Linked DNA regions of Mus musculus: region 2 is linked to region 1. A link is a contact called in public Hi-C data. All regions are on one chromosome and are shown on one strand. The core of a region is the stretch at or near the end of the contact, and the rest is flanking DNA. Distances in the headings are between cores, read along the strand shown. Region 1 holds the start of Ubc (ubiquitin C). Region 2 holds the start of Rcc1l (reculator of chromosome condensation 1 like).

Evidence for each region. Hi-C and Micro-C count contacts between places; a contact is called where the count stands out from the background.
Region 2: a contact with region 1 is called in a Hi-C map of B cells, with 5 read pairs. The contact joins the promoter of Rcc1l here to the promoter of Ubc in region 1. A contact is called at or near these places in 1 of 39 promoter capture datasets (cranial neural crest) and 1 of 484 Hi-C or Micro-C datasets (B cells).

The regions. Positions count from the first base shown.
Region 1 is chr5:125,388,703-125,391,402 of GRCm38.p6, reverse strand. Ubc (ubiquitin C) reads left to right here and starts at 1,386. Exons shown (of 2, transcript NM_019639.4): 1 at 1,386-1,493.
Region 2 is chr5:134,175,336-134,178,035 of GRCm38.p6, reverse strand. It overlaps Rcc1l (reculator of chromosome condensation 1 like), which reads left to right and starts at 1,269. Exons shown (of 11, transcript NM_033572.2): 1 at 1,269-1,636. The coding sequence starts at 1,322.

The DNA of each region.
Region 1 (2,700 bases), core at 137-2,636:
CTGATCTATGTCATGAGTCCCAGGGCAGCCAGGGCTACATATAGGAACCCTGTCTCAAAAAAACTCAAAAAATGCTGAGATTAAAGGCATTTAATAGTGTGTGTCCATCTAAGTGTGTGCCACATGTATGTGAAAGTGTCCCTAGGGACATTGGACCCTCCTGAAGCTGGAGTCACAAGCTAGCTGCCTGACAGGGTTGCTGGGTATTGAATTCATGTACTCTGGAAAAAGACCTGTTCCTACTGGGGAGCCATCTCTCCCCATCAGGGATTCAATTCTTACCTTCTAAGGTCTTAGGCCTTACATTTCAAAAACCTGAGCTGGGCAGTGGTGGCGCAGGCCTTTAATCCCAGCACTTTGGAGGCAGAGGCAGGTGGATTTCTGAGTTCGGGGCCAGCCTGGTCTACAAAGTGAGTTCCAGGACAGTCAGGGCTACACAGAGAAACCCTGTCTCAAAAAACCAAAAAAAAAAAAACAAAACAAAACAAAACAAAAAAAACCCTGAATAATTTGATTCGTATAAGTGGGATATATGCTTGCTGTAATCTGAACATTGTACTACACGTGCACATTTGTGCTTTTTTGTTTTTGTGGGGGTTTTTTGTTTGGTTTTTGGTTTTTCAAGTCAAGTGTAGCCCTGGCCATTCTGGAACTTGATCTGTAGACCATACTTGGGAGGCAGAGGCAGGAGGACCTATATAAACTTGAGACCAGCCTGGTCTACATAGCATATTCCAGGACAGGCAGGGCTACACAGAGAAACCCCCATCTGAACAACAAAAATTTAAAAATCAGGGCTTCAGTGGGTTCAGTCTCAGAATATGAACAACAAATATGAACAACATTTGGAAATTTTGACCTTTACTTAGTGACAAGCACATAGAAAACATAGAACCTTCTCGAATCCAAGGACACAAGGTTTAGGAAAAATCTGGAAAGATCAGGTTCTGCTGGGCTTCAGATCTAATGCCAACAGTTTTCAAGAACTGTGTAGACTGTCTGCTTTCCTTGACAAACTCAGATTCGTTTTTCCAAATCGGGGAGAGATTCCCTCCTTCGTATTTTTTTTTTTTAAATTTATTAAAAACCCTTTGTCATTTTCCTTGTTAGGAGATTTGCACAGTCATCCACCCTGTCACTGTGCCAAAACAGTGAGGGCTGGGCATAGTGACCCGCCGGGGATGAGGGGATTGAGGAGGCGAGGTCACCAATGGGATCCCAGTGTGACAGGAGCCAAAGCCCTGGGTCCCCCTAGCGCGGAAAGAAAACAGGGGGGGTGGGGGGTGGTGGCCTGACTAGGGGCGCCAGGCCGCGAAGCCGCAGGGCGCCTGCGCCAAGGCCCGCTCCGGCCTCAGTGATCCCAGCCGTGTTTTCGTGCCGATCGTCTCACGCGCGCTGATCCCTCCGCGGAGTCGCCCGAGGTCACAGCCCTGCCCTCCCACACAAAGCCCCTCAATCTCTGGACGCCACCGTGAAACAACTCCGTGAGAGAGGTACCTTGATAGTTTTAGCCTGTCGCTTTCGCTGCCGAGACTGGACCCGGCGTTACAAAGTAGTCCCTGACCGCATTGCCCGCGGAGGGACCGCGCGGAAGGGGGGGGGCGGGGCTTCGGTGACTATATAAAGAGACGCCGGGCGTGCCGCAGCTAGTTCCGTGGAGACTGCGAGTTCCGTCTGCTGTGTGAGGACTGCCGCCACCACCGCTGGTGAGGAGAAAGCCGCCGCACCCGGTCGGGGACGGGAGGCTGGAGGCGAGACGGGGCGAGAGGCAGCCCCGCGGCCCAGACGTTTGGTTTCCGTGGCCCGCGCGGACCGCGGCTGCCCCGAGGCAGAGGACTGGGCGGCAAGATGGCGGCCAGATGGAAGCCTGAGGGGGAAGACGCGGGGCTCTGACGCGCAGGACGAGGTTGGGGGAGGAAAAAGGCCCGCGAGGCCGCTGCCCTCCGGTTAAGCCGGGGACGTCGGAGACTGTGGGGTGGGGACTGAATTAGGGTTGCGCGCCGTAGGAGCCTCTGCTGTGAGAGCCGTGGATATTGGGCTGGCCCGAGAGGTCGATTGGCCCGGCGTTCGTCCGTTCGTTTGCTGAAAGACGGAAGTGCGATCGAGACCGGAAGGGGGTTGGGCGGCGGTTCAGCCTGCCTGGCCTGCCGCCCCCTGTGACGTCGCGGGTTGCGTGGCCTCCTAATGGATAGTGACGTCACTATCTTGACTTTAGCTTTCCCTCGGTTGTAGGACAGGGTTTGGGTCTCGGCCTCCGGTAGCCTCTCCAGAGTAAACAGGAACCGGAAATTCAGAGGGGAAATGTGAGCCATTCTTGTCCTGTTTCGTTTTAAGAATGTCGCTGTACAACTATGACTACTGAAACTTTTGGGGGGGGGGTTCGAGACGGTTTCTCTATGTAGTCCTGGCTGTCCCGCATCTCACTCTGTAGATCAGGCTGGCCTCGAACCCAGAAATCCTCCTGCCTCTGCCTCCCAAGTGTTGGGACGAAAGGCACCACCATTGTCCTGCGACAAGGGTGTTTTTTTTTAAACTGTCAAAATCTCTGCCTCTACCACCCCATGTGATGAGGTCCAAGGCCAGTACCACCACTCCAGACTAATTTTAATCGTTCAGACAAAAGTTTGGTGTTCTTTTGGGGGAAGGAGAGTTGAGGCAGGATTACACTGTCTCTGGCTGACCTTCCAGTTAGAGATCTGC
Region 2 (2,700 bases), core at 20-2,519, 8.8 Mb before region 1:
TGTATTAGGGGATAACTTTTAGGAAGCCCTGCCATGGACTGTAGTCTTTATTTCAGGGACTGAATTTCTCTGTGTAGCCTTCATGCTGGAATTGAGATCTAAAGGAAGTAAGAAGGGCCCCTGGAAGCCAGGTGTAGTTTAATCAGGGTTGAACCTGGCACACTGGCATGGGTCTGTAATCCCATCACTTGGGAGGCTGGGGTAGGAGAACTGTAGTGAGGTAGAGGCTAGCCTGGGTTACAGAGTGAGACCCTGTCTTAGAAAAATATTCAATTAGAGGGCTGGAGAGAGGGCTCAAGAGTTAAGAACACTGTGCAACAACAATGACAAACAAAACAAAATACTGTTTACTCTTCCAGAGGACCAGAGTTCTAATTCTAGCATTCACATGGGGGTGTGTGGGAGTGGGGTATCAACTGTAACTGCAGTTCTAGAGAATCTAACACCCTCTTCTGAGGCCTCCACAGACACTATACACGCAGGGTACACAGATATACATGCAGGTAAAGTACCCATATGCATGAAATAAAACCGCCTAAAATAAACTAAATCAACCAATCAGTGCTGGGTATGGTGGCACACACCATTCAGGAGGCAGGGGCAGGTTTGAGTTATCCTGGTCTACAGGAACAAAGCAAGTTCCAGGCCAGTTAGGGCTAAATAATGAGATTCTGTCACAAACAAACAAACAAACAAACCATATATATTAATAGGTTTTCTTTCTTCTAGGGTGGTTTGCAATTTGCAGCAATATTCCTGCCTCAGCCTAAAGTTGGGGTTACAGGTGTGAACCACTGTGCCCAGCTACCTTCCCCAGTTTTGCTTCCATGAGATAAGCATCTAGGATGTTCCCTCTGTCTCCTTTCAGTATTTATACAAAACACTTCTTGGAATTGGGAGAGTAGTCTGTGTTAACCTATACCCTAAGGATGTGTGAGGACCTGGGTTCAATTCCCAGCTCCACCTAAGTAACTCCACACCAAAACTAACACACACACACACACACACACACACACACACACACACACAGAATTTAAAAAGGGGCAGTAAGAATCATAGAACACTTCACAGACATCTTCAAATAATAGCTTGACACTCATTTAAGTCCCCTACTCATGGATAGACGGTGAAGCCATAGCCTTCTCAAGTCTTTGCTTTCCTGGAGTAGTAATCATCTGCCAATAGTAAACATGGTTGTCTTTCCCTTAGCGCGTCGCCTTCAGCCAGTAGTAAGCATGGCCGTATCTACTTCCGCCAGGCTAGAGGTCAAGGGTGACACAAGATGGCGGCGCCCATAAGCGGTTGAGGCGTGACGCGGAGGATGTTGGCGGCGGCCCGGGCTCTGCGGGGGCCGCGGCCGAGGTGGCCGACACCGGCTCGCGAGCACTGGACACCGGCCGGCCGTTCGCGGAGCCGGCGAGAAGCGGCCGAGGCCGAGGCGGACGTTCCGGTGTTTCAGTACGTGGGCGAGCGCGCGGCTCGCGCCGATCGCGTCTTCGTCTGGGGCTTCAGCTTCTCCGGGGCGCTCGGGGTGCCCAGCTTCGTGGTGCCGTCCTCGGGGCCTGGACCGCGCGCCGGCCTGCGGCCCCGACGCAGGATCCAGCCGGTCCCCTACCGCCTGGAGCTGGATCATAAGGTGGGGGCAGTGGCATCCTCGCTGGCATCTCTTAGGGAACTTTCTTCCCCGCGTGGCCGGATTTCCGGGAGCAATGACCTCCGAGATCCCGGGATCTGCAGAGGGAGGCATGAGGGGTGGCTGCCGAGAAGTCTGTTTCTCCCAGTGCTCCGTCCTTCACTGCTGAGCCTGTTTATCACGTCTGTGGATCTTGGGGTCTCGTTCAGCATTTTTAGCAGTTTGCTTGTGGCTCGAGAGAGTTTGGTGTCTTCCCTTACTTTCTTGCCCATTGGCGTAGCTTGACAATCGCACCAAGGATTCTGCCCTTAGATCATTCGCTCAGGCCCCCCCCCCCCCCAAAAGGCCGGAGCTGTCACCTCCCAGTTACAGAGGATGAAAGGGAGTAGCAGAGAGGTCAAGTAAGGTCCAGGGCCCCACAGCTGGGTGTAAATGGTGGTATTTGTAACTTAGACTAGACAGCTCCCTTGAGGGACGGGACATTCCACAGGTCGGAGGTGTGTCGGCTAGAGTCAGTGATGGGCAGCCGGAAAAGGAGATGCTCATCTGAGCGGTTAGAGGGGAAATAGGAGGTTGCCCATGGAGCTTCTAAGGTGGCTCACGCCTTTAATCCCAGCACTTGGAGGCGGAGGCAGGCTAATTTCTGAGTTCGAGGCCAGCCTGGTCTACAGAGTTCCAGGACAGCCAGGGGTACACAGAGAAACCCTGTCAAAAAGGGGGGGCGGGGAAGAGGCTCACTTTTCAAAAGGGCTCAGCCCGGCAGCCGTGGTGGCTCACATCTGTAGTCCCAGGACTTGGACTGGACGGTTGAGACAAGAGGATTGCCACAAGTTGTACTCTAGCTTGGGCTACACAGTGAGACCCTGTCTTTACCCTCGAAATGCTGTTATTATAGCCGTGTGCAACCGTTTCTGGTTTAAGTGGTGCTGGGGACGGGGAACCCAAGGGTTTTTGCCCTACAAGCACTGTGTCCACTGAGCTACTTTCTCCCTCCCAGTTCTCTTTTCTATACAGAGGTCTTTTTGCTTCTAGCTACCTGGTTGTGTTAACATCTTTAGTTGGAAACA